3 separate regions of the Mus musculus genome follow, and all the other regions are linked to region 3. A link is a contact called in public Hi-C and HiChIP or PLAC-seq data. All regions are on one chromosome and are shown on one strand. Each heading gives the region's core, a stretch centred on a gene start, on an enhancer-like site or on the middle of the called end of the contact. The rest is flanking DNA. Distances are from core to core; before and after follow the strand shown.

The links. Hi-C and Micro-C count contacts between places; a contact is called where the count stands out from the background. HiChIP or PLAC-seq counts read pairs in DNA pulled down with a chosen protein or histone mark.
Region 1: a contact with region 3 is called in an H3K4me3 HiChIP or PLAC-seq map of bone marrow-derived macrophages, with 2.4 times the contacts expected there. The contact joins the enhancer-like site here to the promoter of Arhgap25 in region 3. A contact is called at or near these places in 5 of 39 promoter capture datasets (cranial neural crest, embryonic stem cells, frontonasal cranial neural crest and 2 more), 4 of 115 datasets of contacts at active chromatin or transcription factors (bone marrow-derived dendritic cells, bone marrow-derived macrophages and embryonic stem cells) and 1 of 9 other capture datasets (embryonic stem cells).
Region 2: a contact with region 3 is called in a Hi-C map of Th1 cells, with 3 times the contacts expected there. The contact joins the promoter of Cnbp here to the promoter of Arhgap25 in region 3. A contact is called at or near these places in 2 of 39 promoter capture datasets (fetal liver and pre-B cells), 4 of 484 Hi-C or Micro-C datasets (CD8 T cells, Th1 cells, memory CD8 T cells and 1 more), 2 of 115 datasets of contacts at active chromatin or transcription factors (the SCID.adh cell line and thymic regulatory T cells) and 1 of 9 other capture datasets (liver).

Annotation. Positions count from the first base shown.
Region 1 is chr6:87,073,946-87,077,051 of GRCm38.p6, reverse strand. Gfpt1 (glutamine fructose-6-phosphate transaminase 1) reads right to left here. Exons shown (of 19, transcript NM_013528.3): 13 at 675-795. Among named protein-coding and RNA genes, the nearest start is that of D6Ertd527e, 29 kb to the left of the region's middle. Within about 2 kb of position 1,546, at least 74 of the 459 cell types and tissues checked have an H3K27ac peak or open chromatin away from gene starts, as enhancers often do. A contact at or near this core is called in bone marrow-derived dendritic cells and bone marrow-derived macrophages, where this site is marked.
Region 2 is chr6:87,849,786-87,853,015 of GRCm38.p6, reverse strand. It overlaps Cnbp (cellular nucleic acid binding protein), which reads left to right and starts at 1,910. Exons shown (of 5, transcript NM_001347325.1): 1 at 1,910-2,112. Gm44064 (WAS/WASL-interacting protein family member 2) reads right to left here. Exons shown (of 2, transcript XM_030255689.1): 2 at 703-2,656. The coding sequence ends at 1,778.
Region 3 is chr6:87,531,891-87,534,894 of GRCm38.p6, reverse strand. It overlaps Arhgap25 (Rho GTPase activating protein 25), which reads left to right and starts at 1,636. Exons shown (of 11, transcript NM_001037727.2): 1 at 1,636-2,069. The coding sequence starts at 2,009.

The sequences.
Region 1 (3,106 bases), core at 297-2,796, 460 kb after region 3:
AGTTTCAGAGGATGCAGTTTCATACACGAAAAACCAACCGACTGCCATGCTTTTAATACTATCACTTGTTTTAAATAAAGCATAAGGCATGCTCTTATTAAACTTATAAGACATAGCCAGGCATGGGGCACACACCTTAAATCCTAGGGCTTGGGTTGAAGAGGCAGGCATATCACTGAGTTGGAAGCCAGCCTGGTCTACCTAGCTAAGTTCAGGCCAGCCAAGGCTACATAGTGATACCCTGTCTCAAACAACAACAAAACCTAGGATTTCTAGGATCAGTTTTTGTTTCTTATCTGAAAATTAAACTCTATAAGCTATATGTAAAAAAAGATGTTCATTTTTACTAAGTCTTAAAGAATGTATTAGTACAAGCGAAGACAATCGGTATTTACCAGGCCATCTGAAATGCCAGTTTAAGTGTCAGGGTTTTTTGGGTTTTTTGGTTTTTTTTTGTTTTGTTTTTTTCAAGACAGGGTTTCTCTGTGTAGTCCTGGCTGTCCTGGAACTCACTCTGTAGACCAGGCTGGCCTCAAACTCAGAAATCTGCCTGCCTGGGATTAAAGGTGTGAGCCACCACACCCTGCTAAGTGTCAGTTTAAAAGATAGGGTTGGCTTATTAGGAAACTTGACTTAAAATAACTTTTTCCCCTTCAAGTTTAAAATGAACACACCTGATTGACTAATGAAAAAGCAAACATCATCTCGAAAGACTGGAGTGTTTCTATCCAAGAAGTCACTGGCAAGCTCCACCATCACGGGCAGCTCGGTCAGCTCCTCCAGGACCTGACGGGTCTACAGGGAAAAGAACACACTCTGCCTTAGGACATCCTTTTTCACTGAACTTCTTTGGTCTCCACTTTTCTAATTACAAAGTGAGCACACAGACGAGAGGGTAGCTCCGTGGTGAGCACTGGCCTAGCTCACTTAAGGCCCTAGGCCCCACCACAGCACTGCCACAGAAAAACAAGGCATACATTTGGAAACCACTAAGAAACACAAATTAAAGAAAAAAATTAATGCATTCACCACCCTACTACTAAGAGATACGCACTGCTAACTTTCAGTGCAACTCTTTGAGAAAAACTACCAATGTGGATGCTCTATTTTGTTTAACACTAGACTGATCTGGAACTCAGTACAGAGCCAGCTGACCTCAGATCTGCAGTAAGTGCCTGTCCCAGCCTCCTGAGTGCTGGGATTGCAGGTGTCAGCCATAATTCTAAGCTCTATGAAAACATGCTTATAAGCAAATATATCCACAAATATGAAACATTTGAGCAGAAAAAGCACTGTTCTGAGTCAACTTGTGTATCACTAATTCTCTAATTCTAAACATATAAAATTAAAGTTAAATTGTAATAATGTACATACTCAGTGAAATTTAAAAATGTACTATATGTATAAATAATACTATTTCAAAAATGTGAATACATTTAAGAAGTTCTGTTTAGGGCAGCTCCTTGTTGTCAACTTTGGAGCAATGGAGCATGGTGTGAAAGAGGAAGCAACACGCTTGTGTTCAAAGGGAATTCCCAAGCCTTTTACTAAGTCGCATTCTCACTAAGTTCCTTTTATTCTAAAGGTCAGAAAATTACAAACAACAGAAAGCAAACCTTCAGGCACCAGTCTTTTTTCAGCCCTACAGATGTACAGGCACATGGTGGAACTTTAGTGCTGATAACAGACATTTTCTTCCTGTCAGCAGCAGCCTTTCACCTGTTCCTCAGGCCAGCCAGCCCTGCCCTGCCTGTCACTAGCCCCCTCCTTTATAGCACATTCCTCCTCTACAGCAACAAAACCACAAAGGCTGGAGCAAGAGAGCAGCTGCAGAGGACTGAGTTTGTCTCCCAACACCTGTGACTGAGGGCTCACAACCATGCATTCTCCAGCTCCAAGGAACCCTACACGCTCACACACACACACACACACACACACACACACACACACACACACACACACACACACAGCAAAAGAGAGTTAAGAGTGGGAGGGAAGAAAGAGAGAGAGAGAGAAAGGGGGAACACACACACACACACAGCAAAAGAGAGTTAAGAGTGGGAGGGAAGAAAGAGAGAGAGAGAAAGGGGGAAATTTAAACCAAAAACCCCTGCAAAGTTGTCTGTATTCCACAGCTCTTACACTTTTGCTTGCCCACAAACAGAATTGTTCTTCTGTGTTTGGTCCCACAATGATTCTAGTTTAGTAGTTTTTAAGCAATATGACAGCAACATAAATGCCAAGTATTTGAAAATTAAATGTTCCAATTTTTAATTACTTTTCTGTTGGTCTAATTTATTTGTAACTATTTCTAAGTCAGTTACTGACACTAGCAAGCTAGATGTCTTCCTTCAAATAAATGAAAATAAAAAAATTTCCCCCTAGATTACAAATGCATTATATTGGCATTTATCTTCAAACAAACAAACCTAACAACCTACCAGATATTTAAAAATAATGTAACCCAAAAGTATCTCATACTAATGTGTTGATGAGAAATACTTTACAAATAGTTAAATATTTTCATCCTAACCTAAAAAGATAACTATTTATGCTGCAAATGCCATTCTATGACCCGAAAGCCCACGAGGCAGTTAAACTCTGGAAAGCGTGCTGGTTTCAGACCAACTTGAGCGTAGGCAGTTGTTACTAATCGGGTACAGACACACTGAAAGAAGACATGTGCCTGTCACTCGCTCTTGACTATATCATGAAAGTAAACATTCAGTCTAGGATGAGTAGAATAAACAGCACTATTTCATAGGCTACTCACAAGAGATTTCTTACGTGCTTTCATTAATTTTGGCACATAGATCCCTTATGAAATCTCTCCCTTAGAGAAGACAAATGATTCAGAGAATTCTAACATAGCAATATTTTATACTCAAATTGAGGATCAGAGCTGAATGCAGCAGGAATCAAATGCTTTCTTCTGAGTAGGAAACCTGGTCACAAATGGACGTTACAGAGTTGACCTCATCCACACCTTCCTTAAGCTCTCACTAGCGTCTTTAACTTACTCTCTCTTCACGCTTATGAAATGCCGCCTTCTCAGACCAAGAAGTGTTTGGGGAGAGGATCTCTGGAAAAGCACAGCTTGCTGACA
Region 2 (3,230 bases), core at 661-3,160, 320 kb before region 3:
GCCAGTCTGGTTCCATGAATAGTGATAATTAGAGAATGTTGGGCGCCAAGTGAAGAGTCATCAGTTGTCACACCACCACGCCCAGTTTCAAAGCAATTTTTAATATAAGAAACATTCCATCCCTGGGCCTAAAAGAAAGATCAAACAGTTTATGTGTGATTGTGCTTAAAATGGTAAATTAGGAACAAGTCAAAAAATTATTAATTTAGACTGGTATGATGTCATGCACCTTTAATTCTAGTAGAAAGAGGTAAAGGCAGGCAGATATCTTTGAGTTCGAGGCCAGGCAAGACTACATAGTGAGATCCTGTCTTAAAAGCAAAAAGCAGTTTAGGGTTCTCGTGTTTTGAAGCAGTAGGGGCTTCATATATAGCTTTGCCTTATACATACTCACTGCTAGAATTTATGAAGATGCTGCTTGTCTGCAGTTGCTTTATCTGCAACGCTCTGTGAGTTCAAGATCAGCATGGTCTATGAGTAGTGAGTTGCAGGATGGCCAGGGCCATGTAGAGACCCTGCCTCAAACAACGAGAACAACAACAAAGATTTATGTGTATGTGGCTGGGTATATTTATGTGCACCTCCTAAGTTAGAGGACATTAGATCCTCTGGACCTGGAGTTATATGTAGTTGTTAGTAGGATATAGGTGTTGGGAACTGAATTCTGGTTCTCTTCAATAGCAGCATGTGTTGTTGCTGGTGTTTTTTTTTTTTTTTTGTTTTTTGTTTTTGTTTTTTTTTGCTTATTTTGAGACTGGGTCTGACTATGGTTGAACATTTTGTTCTTCTGTTGAAATGGAATCTAGAGTCTTGTGCGAGACAAATGCTCTTCTAAACCATATCTACAGCCCAAAGGTCTTACTATGTAGCTATGGCTGACCTGGGACTTGTTATGTAGATTAGATGAACTTGGACTGACAAGAGATCCTACTGCCTCTACTTCTCAAGTGCAAGCGACTAAAGGTATGCACCACCACGCCTGGCTGCTCTCAACTTCTAAGTCATTTCTGCAGGCCCATGTGTAAGTTTAAAGAGTAAGTCGCTAGCGGAAACTAAAATCTAGACAAATTTTAGTACTTTTTAGAACTCAAGAGACTTGAGATTTCCAGATTCTTCATGTTTGTATTAAAAAAATCATTAAAACGGGACAGAGTTCTAGAATGCTTTAGTTTATATAGAAATTGTCTTCAGGGTGTGTGGTAACGCTAGGGAATCAAACCCAGGACTTACAGGAAAAATTTATCTTCTGCTTTGAGGACCTATGACTACACACACAATCTATTTTGGAGACACCATGAAATGCAAACGACGGTCACTCCTGAATGGGGCAGCCCAGGCAATAACTTTCTTGGCCTCCTCTCATCCACAAATCCTAGGGATGTCATTCATTATGGGTCACAAGAAGTGTTGTGACACAAATCACCTGTCACCATCTTCAACCTCATTAGGCATTTTCATTTGGGGCTATTGCAAGCCAGGGGCACTAGCAGCGCGCTGTCGGTTTATACCCAGGAAACACAAAACCCAAACGCATCTCATGGACCGTAACGGTAGCCACAGCCGCTTCTATGATCAGGCCACTAAGACCTTCCCCCAAACCTAAGTGTGTGTGTATTGGAACCTGGTCTGCTTCTGAGCCCCACCAGGCTTAGGGGAGGCCGGGCAGGGGGAGATTGGCTCCCGCAAGCTGCGACCACTGCCCGGATCAGCCCCGTAGGCTGGAGAGAACCAGCAAAGGTTCGAGGGACGAACTGCTAGTAGGAAAGCAGCGAACCACTCATCGTAGACACGGAACCCAGGTACGGGCGGGAAGGCCGCGAGCGCTGCGGGCCGGAAGAGGCTGGGCGTGGAGCAGTCCGCCCCGCCCCTGCCGCCCTCGCGCGAGGCCGCGCTCCCAGCGGGCGATTCTGATTGGCTGGCCTGGCTTCCTGCGCTGATTGGATCCGTGGGCGAGGCGGAGGAGAGCCGTGCGCAGCGGCGTGTGTGGGGCCGTGTGCAGACCCGCGTGTGGCGCAGGCAAGGACCCTGAAAATAAACAGCCGCTGCTTTGCGAGTCGCCTTCTTGGTTCTTCGTCCGAGTCTCCTCCGCTGTGGGCAGCTCAGACGCCGAAGGTGAGAGGCGAGGGTGTAGCCTGCGCAACGGAGGTGGCGGGGTTGGTGCGGCCGAGACGGACGGAGGGCCGGAACTGCGAGGCGCGATGGCGGCCGCACCTCGGCCTGCGCCCTGCTGCGTCAGGCGCGGGGCTCGGCCCGAGCGGCGTCTCGGCTCCAGTTTCTGGCCCGCCGTACTGTGGCGGGCGTCCTGTCCGTCCTGCGGCGCTGGCACTAGGGCTGGAGCGTGGGGCCCTCTCTTGGCCCCGAGGGCCACGCAGGCCTCATCCGTGTGGCGACGAGGCCCGGCGCCCTTGGGGCCGAGGCGAGGAGAGTCGCGCGCGGGCCTAGCGCCGAGGGCCAGTGTGGCGGGAACTCCTGGAACGGGGCGGTGTGGCGGGGGCGAGAGCCTGGTCGAGGTGGAGGTCCCCAGGCCGAGCGCCCGGTGGAGGCCTGGCGGGCCATGTGCCAGCGGCTGCGGGGCCTCAGGACCTGGCCTGTGACGAAGCCCGCGCACGCCGCTGTAAGGCTTGGGAGTCTGGATTCGGTTCTCTGTACTGGCGACCTTTATTCAAACTCCTGATTTCTTGTAGTTCGTATTCTTAAGCAGCTTATTCGACATCGTTAGTCAAAAGAAACCACCTTTCCCTGGATCGATGAGAGTCAAGTCTTAGGTCCCTCACCCCCCCCCCCCCTTTTTTTTTTTAATGGAGCGGGAACCGGGTGGATAGGACCCGTAGGTTGTCAGGCCTTTAAGGCCATCAGGGTGGCAGAAGTCCTTGCCAATATTTCTCGGATTAAATGGATATAAATTACAAGAAAGCCTCGGAAGTAGAGTTGGCAAAGATCAATCTAGATTTTTCATTACCGTGAAAACCTGTTTTAGGACGGTTTAATCGTTCTCACTTGGGTTTAGGTGTTGATTTTATAGGTGAAGCCTTTTGCCTGTTGCCACATGTCAAGCACATGGCCTCGGCCACCAGGCACTTTCAGAGGAAGTGACTACATCTGGGGTGGGGGTGGGGGTCTTGGAAAAGGAGACATTGCACAGCAATCGGCTGGTTAGGTTTTTGCAATATTCTTGAAGACACAAAATAGACAAGAAACCACGACACTCAATCTGACTGCATTAAAGTAAA
Region 3 (3,004 bases), core at 387-2,886:
TCAGGCCCCAGGTGTTCACATTAGTCTGTGATGCCTCTTAGAGATGAAAGCAACGATGTACATAACTTGGAACTCAAAAGTGGTCTAGTCTGGAAACATCCATACATTATATATGTGGGCCATTATCTATGTGGTGTAACTAAAGTCTTAGGGCAGCCATGATCATCAAGATGATAAAGATGTATCTTTACACCCACTGTAAGCCCAACTTACAGTGAGAGAAAGGATAAAGAGAGAAACCGGACATAGAGTACCAGGAAAAGAGGCAGAAAACCAGTCTGGTTCACAGAGTTCTACAAATTGGCAGCGGCCACCTCTGTCCATTGCTGATAAGGCTGAGAGGTGAGGATGGAGACCTGGTTCAGTGACAGGAAAGCTGTTGGTGTCTTGAGAAGCCACTCTATGGGGTCCTGGGGGCAAAAGCCTCAATGGGAGAAATCCAGGAAGGAAAAAGAGGAGCGATCACAGTAAGTCCAACAGTCCTTAATTTAAAAAAAAAATTCTCAGAAATAGTCTATAGCCAAAGGAGGAAGTAGTGTCAAGAGAGATTTTTTTTGATATGAAAAACATTGTAGTGCTAATATTGATTGGAAAGATCCAAGAGAAAATAGAAAGAGGAGATGGAGCTGAGCTGGGGAGAGGTGAGGTGGTCCATGCAGCAGGTAACGGGAAGGTGGGTCACCTGTCCATAGCCCGTGGGAGGTGTTGAAAAGCAGTTATCCAGGAGAACTGAGGTAGATGGCCCAGGCCCCAGGCATGTGCGGTGTGCTTGGTGATTACATGGAAGGCTTGGAGCCTGCAGAAACCTCATAGCAGCCCTGCAAAATCAGTCTGTTAAGTGCTACACTTACAGATGAGGGAATCAAAACAGAAAATAATGGTTCAAGAGCCACATCCAAAGTCAACCGGCCTGAGAATTTGAACACAGCAGTCTGGTTCGAGGACCTATCAGCTCAACCGCTAGCTCAAGGTGACCTATTTGAAGATGTAAAAGTCTGCCACAGACTGGGCTAGATAGAATGAAGGTCAAATAAGTGCTTGTGGGGTATTGGCTGTGTGTCAAGAGTCTGTCCCACCAGCTTCTGCAACGACTCCTTACCCCACAGTTGTTAAGGATCCTGTTTCTCTGAAGAAGTCGTGGAGGCCCAGGAAGAGTCTGTTAAAAGGGGAGGAAAACTGAATTTTTTTACACATGGTGGTCTGGTTGTAAACGCCACAGCATACACAAGGGGGGAGAAGCAGTGACCCTTTGTGTGGCTCTGCCTGGCTGGAATCAAAGTACCTGCTGGAAACCTTCTACCCAAGCAGGTGTGAACTATGTGGTCCTTTCACGGCAGGAATTTTTAAAGATGCTGCCCATTCTTGGGCAGAATGCTGGCTGCCTGCCTGGCCTCTTTTAGCCGCCAAAATCTGGAGTCAAGGAGGCGAACACAGGAGTCCAGGCACATGGCGAGAGCCTTGGGAGTCTCTTTCCATTTAATTAAAACCACAGTCTTATAACACAAACATGCACTAGCTTTACAAAGATTTCTAAATAACATCTTCTGAAGACAGTGTGCTCATAACGCTACAACACTGAACAGCCAGCCACTTCCTCAAAACGCAAGGAAGCAGACAGTTAAGAAAAAAAAAAGCAGTTGTTTATCACAACTTCACTTCAGTAAGGCCTGAGATTCTGCCCAGCAGGGCTCTGCTTCCCAAGAGGCAGTGTCAACTGGGACATTTCTGGTAAATCTGAACGCAAAGCAGGGTGCCAGCCCCTGGGGGACTGTGGGTGGGACTTGGGGAGTTTGGGTGCCATCCCCGAGTGACAGATGGATGGACGGTTCATGAGAGAGAAAGGAGGAGACACGTGGGCAGATCGGTCTGGAGCGTAAGAGTGCCTGCAAAGCAAGCAACAGGCAGAGAAGGCAGAGGAACCGAAGTGAAGATCAGAGAAACAAGAAGGGCACAGCCTGTGACACACTGTGAGCCACTTGACCAGCTACTCACCCACCTCGGAAGCAAAATGTCTCTCAAGCTGCCAAGGAACTGGGATTTCAATTTGAAAGCGGAGGCTTCAAAAATAGGTAAGGTCGGGGTCCAGGTATTTCCTCGGGGTTCTTATGCGTGAGCACCCACTATTTGCATTCTGAGTTGTGGGAGCTCAGTCGGCCAAAGCACACCACACAACAACACTGAGCTTGGCAGAAATGTGCATTCGGGTGGACGAGTCCTGAGAAGTTCTAGTGTGCTGGGGTTGGGGGGGTTCTCTTCTCTCTGGGGGTGGACTATGTGGGTCAAGGGAACTTGGATGGTTTCGGCTGTGCATTGGACACAAAACTGAGATTTTGTTTCTGTCATTGGAAAGTCGGTTCTTTCTGGCATGGCACGTCGTCTAACTGTTGAATGGCTTTCAGTAAGAGGACAGAGACTCGAGTATTTTGAAGTGATTCATCTGTGGATGAATTCAAGGGAGTGTCACATTTTTTGTGAACCCAGAGGCCAATGAGGGACTACCTATAGTTAAAAGTAGACAAGGAGAACAGGGTGAGAGAATAGAGGCTTTTGAAGTATAATAACACTATTCTAAGGAACAGAACGTGGGAGAACGCAGGAGAGTTGGGAAAGATAGACTTTAGTTAGTTATGAAGGATAATTCGAGGTGTTCATATCATTTTCCTCTAACAATGGTGATATATATTCGTCAAATCTATTGTTTGCTATTATATAGATGTCTTGTTTTCTTGCCACCCCCTGCACCATGAATTCTCGCTCTGTAGCTCTAGTTGGCCTGAAACTTGCTATGGAAACTTAGATTCACAGAGTTACTTTAGTGCTCAGATTATCGGCATGGCCTGAATACCTGATATTTCTTCTGTTATTAAACTTTAGTTTTAAATTGATCATAGTCAGATGAAGCACACACACACACACACACACACACACACACACACACACACACACACATACACAGAGACACACACACACACGACTATCTACTCAGTGAGATAAATTTCTTGAT